Regions from separate parts of the Bombyx mori genome. Here region 1 is linked to region 2. The links are chromatin contacts, called in public Hi-C maps. All regions are on one chromosome and are shown on one strand. Each heading gives the region's core, a stretch centred on a gene start, on an enhancer-like site or on the middle of the called end of the contact. The rest is flanking DNA. Distances are from core to core; before and after follow the strand shown. Region 1 overlaps LOC101744498 (neurobeachin). Region 2 holds the start of LOC101738600.

Region 1 (3,323 bases), core at 721-3,220, 270 kb before region 2:
TTAAAAATGTTTGCCCACCACTGGTCTAGAGAGACCATAATATCAGCGTCATCAGACTAGTAGGTAAGCTCACGGGGCTCAAACCTGACGACGTTGCTAACTCGAACCCTATCAAGCAAGGGCCGTGCTTCGCAGAATCTACCACCGGAGGAGAAGGATGGAACGTTAAATTATGTGTCATATCGTAGCGGTAATTGAGGCCGTCAGCGCAAAAGTGCCCTAACCCACATTGTTTCATAATCATGCTTACATGTATATTGCAATTTATTTAAAATATAATAAATTTTGATGCAAATCCGGCCTATCCATAGTTTCACCCATACATAACAGATGGCTTTGTAAACATTATTTTTGCGTGTATTGTTTGTTTTTTTTCCTACTCAAATTCTGATTCATGAAAACTTAAACCTCCATTGCTCCATAATAACTATGATCAGATTAGACCACTTTTGCACTGACGGCCTCAATTATCATATAAGAATTATAGCATCAATCTGACGACAAGTTCTAAACTAAAATATTAAAATTGATACCCAGCCGAGTAATAATAGCTCTAACGCTCCGTGTAAGATCTCCCTTTTGTTGCCTGGTGGTAGGACCTCTAGTGAGTCCGCACGGGTAGGTACCACCACCACGCTGCCTATTTCTGCCATAAAGCAGCAATGCGTTTCGGTTTGAAGGGTGGGGCAGCCGTTGTGACTACACTGAGACCTTAGAACACAGATAACACAGATGGGGTTTATCTGTGCCTTAGAACTTATATCTCAAGGTGGGTGACGCGTTTACGTCGTAGATGTCTATGGGTCCCAGTAACCACTTAACACCAGGTGGCCTGTGAGCTCGTCCATCCATCTAAGCAATAATAATAAAATAATAAAAATTAAATTTTTTTTGTCCTTCGCTTCAGGTACTGAAATATTGTGAGCATCTACACGGGAAATGGTACTTCAGCGAGATACGAGCTATTTTCTCGAGACGCTACCTTCTCCAGAATGTCGCCGTCGAGCTGTTCCTCGCCAGCAGAAGTGAGTAAAAATATCTCTAATCTGTTAAAATCTGCCTTGCGTCTTAAGAAATTTTGGTTTTCTGAGGCGAACTTATCTAAGTGACATAGTATCAAGATTAGTTAGTTGAACAAGTTCGTATGAAAGTTCTTATTAGTTTGGTTGTCCATCAGATCCAATAATCTTTGCATTAGACGTCTTCAGCTCTAGCACTAGCAGGAGCAGGCTTAGGGACCCCGGTAACCGTACTCGTCGAACTCGACAAAGAGTTCGACGTGCAACCTAACCCATGCATCAGCCCGCTGAGTTTCTCGCCGGATCTTCTCAGCGGGTCGCAATTCCATTCCGGTAGTAGATTCATTCGCGAAGCAGCTGCTCTTGAGTTGTTAGGTCTCCTTCGGAGGCGCTCGGGCAGTTGTTAGCAAATACCACCCCTCCTGGCTGAGCCTTTGCTCGCCCACCTGTCGTGGTGAAACTGGAAAGGCCTCCGGTCCACCAATAACCCTTCAATCCAAAAAAAAAAAGTTTGAGCGGCGCCGCGGGTGTCCAAAATTGGATTCATATCCGCTCAGTTGAACAAGTGCCACTATTTGTGAAAAGCTTCCGAATATCTTGAAAATTCCTGCCCAAGTCGCCCGCGCTGAAGTGGGCTTTGAAATACATCATAGTCAAAAAATGATTTAAACAAACAAAATCTTAAACAAAGAAAATTTTATTTTTCAGCTTCAATATTCTTCGCATTTCCCGACCAAGCGACAGTCAAGAAAGTAATCAAAGCGCTACCCCGAGTTGGTGTCGGCATCAAGTATGGCATCCCGCAGACCAGGTAAGTGCCCCTATATATATAAATCCAACATTATAGATTACCTACCTAGGATGCTTTGATAAGCAGATAATTGTTCATCTAGTTTTAATGTTACTTTACGAAAATGAAACTTGAAACGAGCGCCATCTATTGAAAATATTCCAAAAGCCTACGATTTAATACCAACGTCGATGTGCTGCCATCTAGTAAAAATAATGTGATATGTCTCCAAATAAACCAATGGGCTTAATTAATAGAAACTGTCGATAGATGGCGTTACTAATTACAATCTGAACTCGCGCTGCTATAATCAGAATTTTATCAGTACATAAACTGAGCCAACAATCATTGTCATATACAAGTTTGTATGATTTTCTTTTGGTCGTCACGCGAATATTTCAGTTTTTGTTTTCCTAAAATATGAAATTATCGGATCAGCCGTCGCCAAATGGTGCGCTAACCAAAATTCGATTTTTCATTTTGAATTTTTGTATTTCTGTTTTGATTTTAAGTAATTTTCTACAAAACTAGGAACAGAACTGGAGAGTTAAATAAAAGTAACAATTTAAAGAAACACTAAATTTATTTCAGTCATCACAGTTGAATCACCATACACAATAATTAATAGAGCCTTAAATATATTAACTATTATTGTTTCATTATACCTAATATAATATTTACACATACGTTATGGTAACATACAGTATATAAATCACATTTGAATTGCACGCTGCTTTTCCGAACCCTATTAAATAATTAAACATTACACGAAAACAATCAAATCCCTAAAATGTAAACATCTAAAAAGTACACAAGCAACTTTATTTTGTACCTAAAAATAATTAAATTAAATCATCACCTCCTTATTAACTAAAACTTTGAATAGGAATGTTTAAACTTTCTCGTTTAAATCTACAATTAAAAATATTTGAACCTATAATAATACTGATCACAAAATTCACGATTAATAATTAAAATTACACAAAAAAAAACTACTTAATAAATATAACAACAACTAGTACACATAATTAATGTTTTAAATTCATTGGTAACTTATTAATTAAACTAATAAAAAACATCTAATTCGCTGCAATAAAATCTCAAATTATCAGGAGACCATAATTTCGAAGAAGTTAAAATAATTTCAAAATATAACTTCGTAACGTTAAATTGTCACCGAAGTCCGAGTACCAGGAGACCATAAATGCAAAGAGCTCAATCACAATGAATGTCCGCCATAATTTCGAAAAAGTAATAAAAATTCAAATATAACTCGTAACGTTAAGTTATCACCGAAGTCCAAATACCAGGAGACCATAAATGCAAAGAGCTCAATCACAATGAGTGTCCGTTTTATTCGACTCTTCTGGCTTCCAAAGCTTAAAGTCTTCGCTCTTTTCTAAAGAAACAGCGGCTCCAGCGCTGTGTCTCCTCTGCACTGGCCTGCCCTCGATACTGCATCCCTTATCGCTCTTGTAGCCGGCTTCAAGATCTTTCTCATTTTTGTTATCATC
Region 2 (3,230 bases), core at 74-2,573:
ACAATTGCTGCCTTGTATCGGACTAGTGATTTTACAATATGTAAGACAACTCAGACTTTCAGGCAGTCTTTTTTATGTAGGTATTTTACATTTATAACGTATTTTTGGCCAAATTTTAGAGACGGCATCTAATTTGAATTAGTGATGGTGCGAAGAGGGATAAGATAAAAAAACGTCATTTAATTACACAAGCAGTGGAATAGTCCTTGTAATCGACATGAATTTCTGTAACCACGGATCTAAGCTGAACGTTGTACTTGTCTTTTCTACGATAAAAGAATCTTAGTCAGTTTCCTGCTTAATCAAAATAAATAAGCCAAGCTTTTTTTTTATTGCTTAGAGCGGTGGACGAGCTCACAGCCCACGTGGTGTTAAGTGGTTACTGGAACCCACAGACATCTACAACGTAAATGCTCCACTCACCTTGAGATATAAGCTCTAAGGTCTCCGGTATAGTTACAGCGGTTCTCCCACCCTTCAAACCGAAACGCATTACTGCTTCACGGCAGAAATAGGCAGGATGGTGGTACCTAACCCGGACGGACTCATAAGAGGTCCTACCACCAGTAAAACATACTATTATTATACTATTAATAATAATAAATTAAATAATACTATAAGTTGTTAGAAAAAGAACGTGAAAATCACCGACACGTCTTGATTTACAATTTAACATGCGATGCTCCGGACTGAAAATTAGAAACGTAAACAATATTCTCTTAGGTATACATATATACAAAACAAAACTGTAGCATTCGTTTAAAACTGAACATGACCTTCTGAATACCAGATACGATTTTACGACAAAGCTCTAAAAATACGGCTATCTGATGATTTACTGGCTCCGGTCACGCTCTGCGGTGGATATTAAATGTATACGACGGTGCAGAGGTCGCGAATGGATGGCCGGGGGTTGCCAACCGTTGGTTGACGTATAACGATTAATAATCTTCGATAAAATTAGATTCTAATTTATTGTAGTCGTATCTACCGTAGCAATAGTTCAGTGGTAAATACGTAAATTTTTCAAATTTGAAAAGTGCAATACAGAGTTTCGAATCTTAAATAGAATTTAACCAGCGAATACCGGGATGGATACGAATAATTGCGAGAATTATTTAAGCACCTAAGGATATTAGACTGTCCACTTGGAATCTTCATTGGAGATGAAAATACTGGTGACACCGCAGGGCAATGAACTACAAATTAAATATGTAAATATCCTCCAAATTATTTGTCAACCGTTAGCAACATAAAATGTTTACAAGACCATGAAAAAAAACCTTGTAGTTGACATGCGAAACCGCAGTAACTCAGTCCTTATTATGAAAAAAGTTAGCGACGAGGATTCAGTCGATTAGGAACCGCAAACAACTGCCAAAATGCGTAAAAAAAGATTGTCAAATTGTCAAATGTGATTTCTGATTGGTTTTGATGTCATTTTAATGTTTATTTATAAGTAGGTACATTGTTTGATACACGTGATTACAGTTTTAATTGAATATCTTAGGGATGTTAAATTTGATGTGAAAGATGTCGTTCTTAACAGAATATTTCGATGAATATCGTCAGCACCCGATTAAGAAAACGAAAATGTAAGTATCTATGTGTTATTATTATTAATTTTCCGTTTCGGTAGCTCAGCCGTTATACGTAATAATTAAACTCTCAGACACAGCCCACTGAGTTTCTCGCCGGATCTTCTCAGTGGGTCGCGTTTCCGATCCGGTGGTAGATTCTGCGAAGCACGGCTCTTGCTAGGGTTCGTGTTAGCAACGTCGTCAGGTTTGAGCCCCGTGAGCTCACCTACTAGTTACGGTTACGCTGGAATAGCCTCTCAAGGCTACCAGCTTAGGTAGGATTAAAAAAAATAAAAATAATTGAGTTTGGGACCTCATGTTTCAAGGTCGCCGACATTCGCATTGGCTCTTTACTACCATTTGAGCTGTGTTTGAAATTTGAATTTTGAAACTTGAATTGAATTACATATACCTTCATAGATTTTACAAAATATTAATAAATCACTGTTATTACACTTTTAAGCCTGAAGAAACAATAAATTATCAGAAAAAAAAACAATTCGTACAACTTCGCATCTCGCGTTCCCGCCAAATAGTCAAGGTTCGCATTCACGATGTGTTTTCTGTAGTGACCGCCAGCTGGTTTGCCTATCAAAGTTAATATCGTAATGTTGAAATATATTTCTTCATGCTAAGATGTCGCCCGGAGGAGAGATGGGCGAAATTGGAAGGGAATTGGATGGACCCGAGGGGCGGCACTCAGGATGTAAGACTACTTTATGATTACTTTATCATTTTGATTTAAAAATTAAACTTTAAAAAGTTTGTAATATAACTGCGGATTAATTTTTGAAATGTGTACTCTATGAAGGCGCGTCGCGTCGCAGTACCGTTTCAAAAAGCATCAATCCTAACGTTGGTGATATTCACGTTGTGCTGATGTCTATGGTCTCCGGTGGCCTTTTAATACCAGGTAGATAGTTAGACTTTGAAATTGCTATAAAAAAAAAGGATCCATTTGTGATTTGAGAGGACCTCCGCACTTCCTATGAATCTGGAGGCGCAGGGCACTTGCAAAAATTGGGCACCAGAGATAAAAGGGCTCGGAAAACTAAGGTAGCCACTCACCATCAGATGGACCGTATAACGGTAGGTAGCGGCTTGGCTCTGCCACTGGCATTGCTGATGTCCGTGAGCGACGGTAACCACTCACCATCAGGTGGGCTGTATGCTCGTCTGCCTATTAGGGCAATAAAAAAAAGAAGTACAACGTGTAACTTACTTATGTTCTGCTGAGTAATTAACGAGGAGTAATAAAGACTGTTCTTGTTCTACACAAAAAATAAATCCGTCAGATTTATAATTTGATTGGCGGATAATTACAAGATCTTTAGGTATAGTTTTCTCATGAGTATAAGCAAAGTTTATATATATTCTCTTAATAGTTTCGTCATTTTAAAGAGAGAATGGACGGATGAGGAAATCGAGAATTTCATAAAGACAACAATGAAGAGCCTTCGCGGACAATCCACTTATTACAATGATTACTGCGCGCACTTGTCGCCAGGTAACTGATTTCAATACATAAATATAGTTTAGTATTTCCTTCGTTTTTCGTAATCCGCAAATAAAATTAAAAACTATTTTTTACGGTTTAATCTGCCGCTTTTAATTGTTATTATTTCGATGGCGCTATTATTTCCTGATGGT

The links. Hi-C and Micro-C count contacts between places; a contact is called where the count stands out from the background.
Region 1: a Hi-C map of posterior silk gland shows a contact between it and region 2, with 1.8 times the contacts expected there. The contact joins the enhancer-like site here to the promoter of LOC101738600 in region 2. A contact is called at or near these places in 2 of 7 Hi-C or Micro-C datasets (middle silk gland and posterior silk gland).

The regions. Positions count from the first base shown.
Region 1 is chr14:12,610,563-12,613,885 of ASM3026992v2, reverse strand. LOC101744498 (neurobeachin) reads left to right here. Exons shown (of 53, transcript XM_062672222.1): 39 at 908-1,025; 40 at 1,728-1,830. LOC101744355 (facilitated trehalose transporter Tret1-2 homolog) reads right to left here. Exons shown (of 5, transcript XM_021346404.3): 5 at 2,374-3,323. The coding sequence ends at 3,141. Among protein-coding and RNA genes, the nearest start is that of LOC110384805, 36 kb to the left of the region's middle. Within about 2 kb of position 1,970, at least 8 of the 8 cell types and tissues checked have open chromatin away from gene starts, as enhancers often do.
Region 2 is chr14:12,343,633-12,346,862 of ASM3026992v2, reverse strand. It overlaps LOC101738600, which reads left to right and starts at 1,323. Exons shown (of 5, transcript XM_021346396.3): 1 at 1,323-1,595; 2 at 2,217-2,286; 3 at 2,966-3,087. The coding sequence starts at 1,559.